Regions from separate parts of the Mus musculus genome. Here regions 2 and 3 are each linked to region 1. A link is a contact called in public HiChIP or PLAC-seq and promoter capture Hi-C data. All regions are on one chromosome and are shown on one strand. Each heading gives the region's core, a stretch centred on a gene start, on an enhancer-like site or on the middle of the called end of the contact. The rest is flanking DNA. Distances are from core to core; before and after follow the strand shown.

The links. Promoter capture Hi-C pulls out the DNA fragments that hold promoters and counts their contacts. HiChIP or PLAC-seq counts read pairs in DNA pulled down with a chosen protein or histone mark.
Region 2: an H3K4me3 HiChIP or PLAC-seq map of embryonic forebrain shows a contact between it and region 1, with 12 times the contacts expected there. The contact joins the promoter of Cep290 here to the promoter of Alx1 in region 1. A contact is called at or near these places in 4 of 39 promoter capture datasets (cranial neural crest, frontonasal cranial neural crest, hippocampal neurons and 1 more) and 1 of 115 datasets of contacts at active chromatin or transcription factors (embryonic forebrain).
Region 3: a promoter capture Hi-C map of second pharyngeal arch cranial neural crest shows a contact between it and region 1, with 8 times the contacts expected there. The contact joins the promoter of Ccdc59 here to the promoter of Alx1 in region 1. A contact is called at or near these places in 3 of 39 promoter capture datasets (cranial neural crest, hippocampal neurons and second pharyngeal arch cranial neural crest) and 1 of 115 datasets of contacts at active chromatin or transcription factors (astrocytes).

The regions. Positions count from the first base shown.
Region 1 is chr10:103,025,879-103,030,125 of GRCm38.p6, reverse strand. Alx1 (ALX homeobox 1) reads left to right here and starts at 1,349. Exons shown (of 4, transcript NM_172553.4): 1 at 1,349-1,745. The coding sequence starts at 1,520. Gm34298 reads right to left here and starts at 1,141. Exons shown (of 4, transcript XM_006514426.1): 1 at 1,070-1,141; 2 at 788-925; 3 at 263-392; 4 at 1-17. The coding sequence starts at 1,141.
Region 2 is chr10:100,484,404-100,488,877 of GRCm38.p6, reverse strand. It overlaps Cep290 (centrosomal protein 290), which reads right to left and starts at 1,296. Exons shown (of 54, transcript NM_146009.3): 1 at 1,126-1,296; 2 at 470-599; 3 at 239-316. The coding sequence starts at 571. It overlaps Tmtc3 (transmembrane and tetratricopeptide repeat containing 3), which reads left to right and starts at 1,531. Exons shown (of 14, transcript NM_001110013.1): 1 at 1,531-1,716.
Region 3 is chr10:105,839,409-105,843,682 of GRCm38.p6, reverse strand. It overlaps Ccdc59 (coiled-coil domain containing 59), which reads right to left and starts at 2,204. Exons shown (of 4, transcript NM_025602.3): 1 at 2,028-2,204; 2 at 835-1,141. The coding sequence starts at 2,181. It overlaps Mettl25 (methyltransferase like 25), which reads left to right and starts at 2,303. Exons shown (of 12, transcript NM_207522.2): 1 at 2,303-2,607. The coding sequence starts at 2,364.

The DNA of each region.
Region 1 (4,247 bases), core at 100-2,599:
GCCGCTGTGGAAGGCCTCTGTGGTGAGAGAGGAAGGTTATGTCAGGATCGGTGGGCAGAGACCTCCCTTGTCCATAATTTGTAGGGGAGTTTCACCAAATTTGCAAGCTTGGCTGATCTATTGCAAATGGCTTCTTGAGTGTGCCCAAGGCAAGGAACTCTTTTTTTTCCCTCCCCCGCCTCAGACGCCTCGGGCTCCTCAGAAGCTGAAGTGGGGCACAAGGCCAAGCAGAATGGTTTTCATCTCCAAAGCGCCGTTTTACCTTCGCTAGCATCCCGGTCAGCTGGACCAAGGAAGGGTTTTGGGTCCGCAACTGTGAGTCCAACCCCAGTCCGCGGAGCCACTAGCTTCTGCAACACTCTTTTCGAAGGCACCGCCCCAACTCTTGAAACCTGTATATAGTACAACTTTTGTTAAAACACTCTGACCGCATTCATCTCCCAACGCTGTTTTGCGTGATGAGTTCCTCTGACCTCCACTAAGAAAGGGGTTTCAGGGCCACTTGTCTCTATGAATTTTCAATAATAGTAATAATAATAACAACAACAACAACAATACATTTTGTCCTAATGATTCGTGTGGACCAAGAATGAGGTGGTTATTGTTTGGTATTGGTAAAATCAAATATTCAAAGACTCTCCCTCAACCTTCCATTCCGTTAGATGCCACTGCATCCTTACTCCGGTGCATCCGACAGCAAACGAGAAGGCCAGGGCCTTGTAAGGGAGAGCGCTGCGGCCGCCACGACGCCAGCCTTTTAGGTTAGAGGCAACCTCGGCCCCTTTACCTCCAGCAAGCCGGTTAACAGCCGCCGCTGTATCCGGCGTCTTGGGCTCAGATTAATGTGGATCTTCCATGTAAACGATTTACGGATGAAATAAAAGCTCTTTAGAGCAATACTTCCTTTCAAGTTCTTAAGATGCCTCTAAATCTTCTGGGAGTGAGTGGCTGGGGTGGGGGCGGGGTGTACAGCGGGTGTTGGGGGAGTGGGGGTGGGGGGTAGCGGGGGTGGGGGAGATGGCCCGGCAAGGCCTCTGGGAGTGGAGCGTTAACCGCTCTGCGTTCTCACCAGGCTCCTCGGCAATGCCAGTCCCACTGTCGAGGCGACTACGATTCTGGGTGTCCTTGTCTCTCCTGGCATTTGTCTGAAATGGAACTGTCTGTCTGAACTAGGCCGGGGACGCGCCCTACCCTGGGTAAGGAGGGAAGATGGGGGTGGGGTGGGGGAGGAGGGGGCCTGGGGTGGAGTTAGTCCTTGCCTATTTTCATATTCATTAGGACTGGGAGGTTGCCGGAGGAGCCCAGCTGAGTTTCAAGATATAAAAGCAACTTCGGGTGCCCCTTCTGCAGCCGGGACGTATTAAGAGTCTGGGAGCTGGGCAGCTCCTGGCGTCGCAGGTCTCGCTTCCCCTTTCCCTCCTCTCTGACCCTCCCTACTCCCGCCCACTGCTCCCTCCTCCCTCCGCGCCCTCCAGCCTCCGCACGCCCCGGAGAGCTCGCGGACAGCCTTTCCAGGATTATGGAGTTTCTGAGCGAGAAGTTTGCCCTGAAGAGCCCGCCAAGTAAAAACAGTGACTTTTACATGGGCACAGGAGGCGCGTTGGAGCACGTTATGGAGACGCTGGACAATGAGTCCTTTTACGGCAAAGCGACGGCTGGCAAATGCGTGCAGGCCTTCGGGCCGCTGCCGCGAGCGGAGCATCACGTGCGCCTGGACAGGACTTCGCCCTGTCAGGACAGCAGCGGTAAGTCACCAGCACCCCGGCTGACCTCCAGCCCCCAACCCCATCCTAATCCCTACTCCCTAGCGGCCTGACCAGGGCTCCAAACTGAGCCCCAGTCTCAGCCATCCTTCCCCGAAGTGAGGTACGGTGCGGGTCGAAGTAAAGAAATGTGGCAAGAGGAATCCAGATTGCTGGGGACCGGGCGCCGCGCACTCTGGGACTCCCGCAACCGGCCGGGGTCCAGAGCTAAATCCTGCCGGATTCTATTTCACTTTCGGATAGAGTTCACAACTGGACAAGAAGGATCTGACCAGGATCACAGTGTAGGTTAACAGGACTCCAAATAAGTCATAATTGAGTTAAAATACCGCACCACCGCTGTGAACCCTCCAGGATGCCGGGGCTCGGGGATGTGAAATCCATCACTAGATGTCATAGTGGTCAGGAAAACCAAAATCTTTGAGCTCTTTTATGTGTGCATGAGTGGGAAGCTACGAAACCGTTTTTAATGTCCTAGGAGTGACGACATTTTTATTGTATTTCTCTGTTGCTATATATATATTAGCTTGTGTGAACTTAAGTTTCTGCCGATTTTCTTTACTTCTTTATTGCGTTTGTGATGAGCAAACATACATTTTGGTAAAAAACCTAATCATTTTAGCTTTTGGGCAAAGCATTCCGGATAAAAACCACTCACTTGGGGATTCTGCATTGTCTGTTTTTCTTCTTCCACATAAAATGTCACCTAAGGAGCCTTTCGGAGTGTTTCTGGACAGAATCTTCAACTCTGAATGCCAGACTATCTCCAAGTCAAAATGTTATCAAAACAAACCATCTATCTTTTTCTATCTTGTAGCCCAGTGCAATCCCTATCATTTCACATCCCGACAGTTAAAACAGGTTTATGATTCTAAGAGGACTTTTCCTTATCATGGTGTATACGCCGCCCTTAAATGGCAAGGAAAGAAGCGGGGCGCTTTAAAACAACAAACGAATTAAGTGTGAAATATTTACAACAAGCCACCGCCCCCTATTTTAATGGAGGTTCAAAAATCTGGCAAGACCTTTTCACTTTCGGGAGCTGATTCGCACAACACTCTATACAGATTTTAAACGAATCTCACATTCTACTCGTTTTATTCAGTGCAGAGGGCGACTTTTGACTTGGCCGGTTAGAACAAAAAATGCACATAATAAATGCCCGTGTTTTTTTTTTAGTGGATTTCAATCGTTTATTTGGAAAGACTGGAACAACCAATATTACATACAAGAACTTTTTGGCTTCCTGGCTTCATTTCGGTGGTGTTAAGTGTTTTCGGCTCTCTTAGATGCGTGCCTGAAGTTATTTGAACTGACAGGATTTTTACAAATGGTTTTGTAGTGGCCTGCGTTAACTGCTAGAGAAACCCCACCGTGCTTTAAATTGTCGGGGAAAAGGAAAAGAGGAATGGTGATTGGTTTGGAGTGCTTCATTTACTTTTAAATGTTCATCACCCTGTTGGGAAGAATTTTTAACTGGAAAATATGGAATAAAATGAACAAGGATGGTTATCGGCTACGTTGAAGAAAAAGCGGTCTTTCTCCAGTCCTGCCCCCAGCGTCTTTGCGGCTTCCCCTCCCCCCTCTAATTGCCGCAGTTCCCGGGTTTTAACTCTTGTCTGCGAAGACAAAACCTTATTGTTGATCAGTCATAGCTGTCTTCATATTTATTTTTACAGCACATCCTCCTTTGCATAAAATCGATGTGCAATATATGTTATGTAGACAATAAAATTCAATGTATTCGTGGAACACATAAAAAGGTTCTTCAAACAGTTAAGAGGAATCCCCCTCCCCCCCACCACCCCCCACCCTCTTTTAAAGAAGCAAATAAGAATAGATGAGTCCTGGGAAATCACTCTTCTGGTTGGGTTAACTTTGTTTTTCTTACAAAACAACGACAACAACAACAACAACACAAGCCCAAACTGCACTATTTCCTTATGTTCGTTGTATCTGTCTGTAAATTTTTATGATGCAATATATGTTTCCTGTCATGCTGCAAGCTTGAACTCCGATCTCAAGTAAATTATTAAAATTGACATAACTCTTGACAGAATGCAAACTGTTGTTTTAAATTTTATCTTGTTTATTTTTGTATTTTTGTGCTTTTCATTTCTAAGCGTACCTAGAGTAAACAATATATATATATATATATATATATATATATATATATATATATATATATATATATTGTCCTAACTATGCACTAGTTAAACGGAAGTATAAAGTCTTCAAGGAATGGAAGTCGTTTTTAATGTAAAGAAATGTATTTAAATCTTATACTTTTCTAGTAAAAGGTACTTTCAGAACTTGATAAGGATTAAAAAAATAGTAGATCTCTTTCTGAAGAAAACTTAAATTCAGTCACGACTAACTCATTGAACTAGAATGTGTACAATGTAATGGATTCATACCTCATTGCAGTCTCTGCACAGCTTTGTTTTGTAAGATGTGGGTGGTACTGGGAGAGAGATACTATTT
Region 2 (4,474 bases), core at 47-2,546, 2.5 Mb after region 1:
TTGAACAGTATATCCCAAATTACTGGCCCCAAATATTTTTCTATATGCTTTTACCTTAATGTAAAGAATACATATTCTTTCTCAGTATTTATTTATGAAGAATCTAGAATCCTCTTATCATTTCATGTATAGCTTATAGGGGAGAGATTTTGTATTTTATTTGACCATATGATTCTTTATGACTCTTTATGTTTCTCCTAAAAAATATTTCTTTTCCTACACACTCTTTCCTACAAACCTTCATTAGAGACTGGGTAATTCTGAATAGATGTATCATGTTTTCTTGGTCTTCATTTTTTAGTTCATTTACTTCCACCTAAGGAAACAAACACACAAAAAATGGACTATTTCATACCCTGCACATTAAATACAAGCACTCTTCCAGTTATAGCATTCAATGATTTCAAGAAGCAATTTCAATTCATGACATTGTACATCAGGCTCTGTGTACAAATCATTTATTAAGTACCTTGGATAAAGATATCAATAATTTATCTGCTAACTCTTCTTGCCGTGGCAGGTCATCTGGATCAACTTTGATTAATTCTTTCCACTTTATATTAGGTGGCATCTTGAATTCTTTCACTGTCTCTCAGCCTCTACAAAGAAGCAGGTGGATTTTAGCATTTTCAAGGAAAATGGCCTTGCAGTGTTTACATGATCATGAGCGGTCTTACTTAACTCTCTAGGTGCTGGCTAAGAGCTATGGCTCCTGAACTGCAAAACAGATGCAGAGGCAAACAGCCTCGACGAAAATTAGTTCCCCTGACACAGGCTATACGATAATGTACACGCTAAATTATTATTTTCTTGCTAAGACGAATTCGGAGCTAAAACCCCGAGGCCCCTTTTCCAAGTCCCCTACCATCAATGATGGTACCAACTCCCAAGATGTTTGGAAGTTTTTGAAAACCTTCTGAGGAAAGGGGACCAGAGGATTTTTAAAGTAGATAAAAAGACTGAGCTAAATGAAGTGTTTGCGGAATCAAGCTCAATCAGGGAGGCCGAGACGACACTGCAGACAAGAGCGACAGAGGTCTGGATAGGTAGGGCTGCACCCTGTCCCTCGGGATTACGATCCTGTGAACGACACTAAGCGGCTCCGGCTCACGAGGATCCACCCACCGAAACCAAGACCTGCCACCAGCAGCAGTCACTCATCTACAGCGACCACCTCCGGGTTCGGCCACCGCCCCGGCCTCACGCTTCCCAGAGCGGTCCTCGCGCACTCAGGCTGCTCCCGCCAACTCTTCCCGACCGAGCCGAAGCGGCGCCGGCTGCTAGGCGACACCACTCCCCGCCCCCCAGCCTGCCAAGACCGGAACTAGGCCCCGGGATACCTGGGAAGACTACATTTCACGACCCTGGAAAAAGCTTTACGGCTCTATTTCCCCTCCAAGCCCTCCTTACTGTGGATGAGGGAGAGCCGTGAGATGAGGACTCTACGTCCCAGAGTGCAGTTCGGCGTCGCGGCTGTGCATCCTGGGATTGGAAGTTTTTGGGAAGAGCGGCGCGTTCCCGGCGTGCAATGCGGGAGTCTGCGGCCGCCCTGGAAGAGCTGGGGGAAGGCTCGGGAGGCGGGAGGAGCGGCTGCTAAGGTGCGGCCGCCCCGGAGTCCGAGCGTGGCAGGCTATGACTGTGTTTTCTGCGGAGTCCTTCTCCGGTCCACCATCCCAGAAGCTTTCCTGAACCGTCTCCTGGCGGAGCCGCCCTCAGGTGAGGTCGGGGCGTGTCAACCCACAGCCAGGAGTAGCTCAGGGAACCTTTGCGTTTTTAGGGAAGCGCTAGCTTGGGGCTGCCGAAGGGCTGGCGGATCTTGCAGAGGTTTGGGAAAGAGTCCTCCGGCTACTCAGGTAGGTGCGAGGGGCTCCCAGTTAGTGGCTTCCCTAAGAGGGGAGTCAATAAAAGTTTCCAGCCTCCTTGGTGTCTGGGAAAGTGGAGCGCCCCCACCCCCACCGCACCCCCTGAGTTCACGCTCTGGTTGAGTGAAGAAGGAGCGTCAAGATGGGGCAGCCTCCTGCAGCAGCTTGCGGATTGTAGTGCTTATTAGGTTAATAAGAGTGGAGTGAAGGCCAAGGAAAGAGGAGCCTTAGTGCGCCCAAGGCTCTTAAGCCGGGCTGGAGGGAGGGAGGAGGGCCATGCCAAGCGATGGCATTTTGCTGTCATTTGCTGGGTACCAAGGGAGTTCTTGGGGGAAAGTGCCTTCTCCTTCTCAGATGTTAATCTTCTTACTCAGGGAACTGTTGCCAAATGCACAGCTATTCTACACCAGCAGGTAACTTTAGGAGCTGTAAGCATCTATTTGAAAGAGTGCGTCTCGTATATATGTATGAATGTATGTATGTATGTATACGTGGATAGATATATAAGGTACTTATACATATCATACATAATAGATATTAAGTAATTAAAAGAAAAATGTAGACAGTTACATTTTTCTTTTGAAAAGATTTCTGCGGTTGAGAAAAACAAATAGCACAAAAAAATGGTATTTGAAACAAATTTTAAAGACGTTCTTCAGATTTGTAGGCCTGATTGCAGTGTTTGCTTTATTTCTAAATACTGTTTAGTTTTGGAATTATTCTTTGTGGAGATACAGCAGTATTATCCGCATTGTCCATCTAAGAGATTGAAGCTCGGAGAGGTTAAACGCTGTTTTCTTATTTAATGTGATGAACACAATCATTCATTCTACAAGCTAATGTTTGTGAAATGCGTGATATAGTTGCACTTCCCAGTTTCTCTTTTAAACGTTAATACTAAGCTTTACTTGTGTTTTGCACATTTAATTTTATGGCTTCATTTACTCAAGAGTTTGAATTATTTTTCCTGTTCATTTTGTCAGTAGTACTAAGAAATGAGACTAGTATTTATTAAACACATGTAATATGTTCACTAGTATACTACCTTAAGAATTTGCTGTTTTTAATCACAATACCTTGATTTTTTTGTATGATTTTAATACATATTTTCTATTACTCATTTACTATTTTTGTGTCATTTTATTGGTCTCTCCACCCCTGTTTCTCTTCATGTTCGTAATATCTTCAAGTAATAAATTGTATTCTCTTCAGAAGGGAGAAGTTCAAAGTCATTTATTAGTAACTGATGAAGCTAGGATTGTATATCTCAGTGAAAGTAACAACTTAAGTATATTCTTTATTAAATTCCATTCTGTAACTTAACGGTATTTTTGAGCTAATACGCTTTTCTTGGTATAAGAATACTGCAGGAAACAAATTATATTATGATCCAGGTTTTTATATTGCACTTACCTGTGAGTCAGGGCATTTAACTGAAGTTCTGGTTCTGCAGGTTGCTATATAATTTTCAAATGGCTAAGATAATTTTTCTTCAGAATTTCTCCATTTTTCAAATTTTTCCAAGAGCTGGTTTGTATGTGACAGTTCTATCAATAGCCTTGTTGCTGGAGCACTTGCCTGGACCTGTGTTCTATCTAGCCTGGGCTTGTATGAAGAGCTTTATCTAACCCAAATCACTTTGTGACAAAGCCCTGCCTCTTGTAATTGTTACCTCTGTTCTCTGTACCAATGGACTTAAATTCATTACCTGTCCTTTGCTGATTTCCTGAGAATCATACTGCTCTAATGTTTAAAATGTTGCATGACCATAAGAAGTGTATTAACTGAGGTATAGAGTAAAGGTGTTTATCAAGATTTTATTTTTCAAAGGACCTTCATGTTCGGGTAAAGGAATGTATGCATAACAAGCAGATACTTGTTTCTCTTTAGCATGAGGAGACTGGACGGAGAAGTCTGATTCAGCCTGAATGCAGACGTCCCATTCAAACGGTCTGTACACTAAAGGTAATATTAAATAGAGGAAGTTATAGAGAAGGTCTAAATGACTTGTTTTCCCAGGAAGCAGCACAGGATAGACTTCCCTTAATTAAAGATCCCCCTGAGTCATAGCTTTGTCCAATAGCTTTGTCTTTCCGAAAGTGTATCATTAGATTGTTAACCCAAGAAGCACTTAGTAAGCCGGGCGGTGGTGGCGCAGGCCTTTAATCCCAGCACTTGGGAGGCAGAGGCAGGCGGATTGCTGAGTTCAAGGCCAGCCTGGTCTACAAACTGAGTTCCAGGACAGCCAGGGCTATACAGAGAAACCCTGTCTAGAAAAACCAAAAAAAAAAAAAAAAAAAGAAAGAAAGAAAGAAAGAAAGAAAGAAAGAAAGAAAGAAAGAAAGAAAGAAAGAAAGAAAGAAAGAAAGAAAAAAAAGCACTTAGTATAATTTTGAAGTATAGGTCTTTGATGACATTTGATGATAGTTGGATTTTGTGTGCATATATGCTGAGATAATTTTTTTGTAAACAGACAAGTTGGCTTATACTGCATACATGTATAAACATGCCTTTACCCACAGTGAATCTTCTAGTGAGGAGAGAGTACTGTGTAGGCACTTTTCTCCAGATCTACACGGGGGAAACCTTCAACAATGCCAGAACTGCACTCA
Region 3 (4,274 bases), core at 955-3,454, 2.8 Mb before region 1:
AACCACAAGCTAGCTTTGAATGACCAGCAATCTTCCTGCTTCAGCCTTCTGAGAAGATTACAGGCATATAAAACCATCCCTTGCTTGGTTTTCATTAACCGCAACCTATTTCCTGGACCCTTTGTAGAAAATGCAAATGAGAATACAGACAACAGCAGTTAGCAGTCATAAAGTTACCAAACACCAGGCATGTTTTAGAATACTTGATATAAATGAACATGATAAAATGTCATGAAATGTAATGCTTTAGGGACATCATTGACTGAGAAGATGATCCAGGATGAGGCTATAAAAGATGGTGTCCACCGTGGCTCTCAAATCATTTTATACTATCCTTTCTATCATAGTGGACACTGGTATACCACTATGGAAAGTCTGGCTTTATAAGCCAAAGTGGCAATGGCTACACATCTGCATTGTTTTTCTAGTATCTGGTTATGTTGCCCATGCTGGCCTGGGACTGGGAATTGTCTGGACTCAGGTTCCTAAATGTTGGGCTTCCAGATCTACAACATCAAACATAGTCCCCCACCCCCAAATTAAGATGCACACATTAATACTGCGCTTAATTACGGTCCAATTATATTACATGTTCTTGAGAGGCTGCAATTCAAAACTCAGATCTCTTAATTCTCATTTCCTATTTTCGACATCTCTGCTCAACTAGCCTCTTTCAGTCATTTAACACTAAGTGGGGAGACTCCATGAAATACCATTACATGACTTGAAAAAAGTGCTAAGAAAAATCCTGATTCTTACAAATTTTTCCCTGTGTCGTCAGTAAAACATTCTTTACATTTAAAGTGAGGAATTTCTGAAGACGGAGGTGCTTACCTTCCTGTGTTCAGCTCTTCTGGCTGTGGCTGGTGACCACCTGGCGGTTCTTCAGAGGAAGTCTGCTCAGTGCTGCCCTCCTCTTCAGGCAAAGGCCGGTCAACCTGTTCTTCTGACAAAGCCAGGCCAGCCTTTCTTTGCTGTTTTCTGAGTCTTTCCTCTTCGGCCAGATAGAGGTGTTTCAGGTGCTCTGGGTAACGATCTGTGAACTGGGACTCCTGTGACGCTGGTGCCTCCTTCACCTTCCACAGCAATTTCTTGTAATTTTGCTGGATCTTCAGTTTTCTCCGAAATGCAAAACCTTGTCCTAACATTGAAGGATTTCAGTTACAATTACTTTAACAGAAAATGAAAACTAAATATTTTTTTCTTTTACTTTATATTCAAATGAGAGAATTACTTGGCTTTGCTTTAAAGATAAGGTTAGGCAACCATTTAATGGTACACTGAAGAGCAAGGTGGCCCTTTACCTAAATATAAGGGTAACAGCGAGTTGTCAGACATCACATTAAAAACTCTAAGTACAGTAAACTAAACTTTACTGCTCACCTTGAATTTAGACTCATATCCACAAATTACATTTTATTTAATCCACATACAATCTCACTTGGGTCTTCAGTAAACACTTAATAAATAAAGTAGAGTAGTCTAGTATTTTTCCCTTGGAGGATCTTACTAATCACTTATTTTCCAAAACACAACACAAAACAAAAGGGGGAGGTACTGTACAACTTTCTGAACACCTGTCGATTATTCTTAGATCGAACAAAAACCACTTAAGCATCTGACATGCAACGAGAGGCCTTCAAAGACAAGACATCGAATCGAATCTAAGGAAGGCAGCAGTATGAGACTGGAGGGCTACTGTGGTGTCTTTTGGTTATCAAAGCTTTGGGGCAGAGTATTTTAATGTAATATTGTATCTATATTACATACTTGCTGTAGTAGAGATGCAAGTATGTCTGGGTGCTTCTTAGCCAAGCGCACCTCTAGACGCCCCGTGTCTTCGCTTAGACCTGAGATCTGCGTTAAATCACTGAAGCTGACCGCACCGTCCGGTTCTCAGTCAAAGGACTGAGAAGCTCTCGGACTTGGCGAGCTTAGGAACGGCTTCCCCGATCTCAAGCCGGATCCCATCCTACTCCCTCGACTTCGGCGGGCCCGAGCGCTCCTCCACGGCTGTCCCTCCTTACCCTTGCGCACGCTCCCCCGGAAGGCTTGCTGGGGGTTCGGCCGCCAAGTCCTGCGCTTCCCATTCTGGTTTCCGAATCTGACCTGAGAGATCCCTTCCCCACGCGCCGCAAACCCTCCGGTCCGCCACTTGGAAGACGGCCGCGAAGGCGCCATCTTTTTCCACGGTGGGAGTTCCTGGAACGCCAGTGGACGCCGACCTAACACGTCACGAGGCGGAAGCAATCAATCGCCCAACCCGGCGCGTGCTCGGAGCTCGACTGCCTCAGCCTGAGCCGCTTCCGGCGGGGAAGAGAGGGGTCGCGCGGCCATGTTGGCGCCACCTGCAGCCCCGGAGGATGAGCGTCATGGCGGCGGCCTGCCCTCTGCCCAGGACCCCGGACCTGCCCACGCTGCACGACAAGTTACAGGGCTTGCTGAGCTTCCTCAGGGGCGCCCTGGCCATTTCCAGCGCGCACACGGTGGACTTCTACACCAAGTCGGTCTGGCAGGAGCTGGTCGACCTGCCCCCTGAGAGCGTGCTGGCGGCGCTGAGGGAGTCGGCGGTGGAGGCCGAGCCGCGCGAGGCAGAGACGGGATCAGGTGACTGGCGGGGCGGGCGGGGCGGGCGGGGCGGGGGCTGTCAGCGCGCCCCCTGGTGGAACTCGGCGGAAGTGGCAGGGACTTGAAGGATGCTGTTACCTAGGAGATGAATTGGAGGGAGCTGAATAGCGAGGATGGATGGAGACGGGCGGGGTCCCCTCTGGGTTCTAATCTGGGTGTTGGTCAAGTTCCACAACTTAAAGTAGTCAACCCGGGGAAGAGGCGTTCCTTCATTTATTGATTCAACAATTTAGTTTTGAAAACATCTAAAGGCTGTGTGATGATCAATACAAAGTAGAAGTGGACTTGGGGGACCAATAAGAGCCAGTTCCTACTCGGCACAAGGTATCGTGGATTAGGATGGTGATAGTGAAAGCTTTGAGTGCTCGCTAGTTAATTTGAAAACACACCTTTAATTCCCAGCACTTGGGAGGCGGAAGCGGAGGCAGGCAGATTTCTGAGTTCGAGGCCTGCCTGGTCTACACAGAGAAACCCAGTCTCGGGGAAAAAAAGAAGAAGAAGAAGAAGAAAACTGTATTTTCAATATCAGTTATGCACCCTGGTGTTTTCTAGGCTCTGGAGTTTGATACCCGCAAGAAACTTAGATTCTACCAACTTAGATTCTATTCTGGAAATAGAGGAACAGGAACAGTAGCAGCTACTGGAATTGCTTGTGCTTTGCTTCCAGGTGTTCCAGATGTTGTCAGCATTAGTGAACTTACTTAATCACTGAAGCAGCCTGTAAATGCAAAGTGCCCCGGGGGCGGAGGTAGGGGCCATGGAGGGGGGGGGGTTATAATGGTAGAACTTAAGACACATTGGTTCTTGGGCAATAGTTCCTGGTTGTTGGAAAGTTAGACACCCTTTCAGTTTGCTCCCATAGTATTCTGCGTTGATAACCTGGTACATAAACTTGTAGAAAGCAGGAACCGTATTTGCCTTAACCAGGATTCCAACGTGTGGGAAACTATTTGGCATACATTAAGTACTCTATAAAATATTTGTTGAAAAAAAGTGACTCTTGTTGGCTTTCAAAAAGAAAAAAAAAACGAAGAAAATACAAGAAAACAAAACTTTTAAGTGCAGAGCAAACCTTTGTTTAACTTTGTCTCTTCCTGATGGGCTATTACCTTATATATACTAATAGCTTGATTCATTGGTGCCTATTGTATGTTCTGCAGTTTGCTTTTGCTAAAAGTTTTTTTTTCCTGTTTCCTCTGTGTGTGTGTGTGTGTGTGTGTGCAAAAGTCTGAGTACCAATTCAGAGACTAGACTCTGGACGTGATAACTTTTTGAGTTTTATGAATTCCCAGCTGTTTTTTGAGCTGACTTATTGGAAGCAGTCCTTCGGATTTTGTCATCTAGTTCTGTGAAGAGACAGCATGGTGCGATGCAGGCAGACATGGCTGGAGAAGGAGCTAAATAAGGGCCTTACATCTTTTCTTTTTTCTTTAAGATTTTTTTTTTCTTTTCCTGATTACACTGTAGCTGTCTTCAGACACACCAGAAGAGGGCTTGGACCCCATTATAGATGCTTGTGAGTCACCATGTGGGGACTGGGAGTTGAACTCAGAACTTGTGGAAGAGCTCTTAACCGCTGAGCCATCTCTCCAGCACTGAGGGCCTACGTCTTGATCCTCAGGCTGCGTGACGAGACTCTGCCGTTA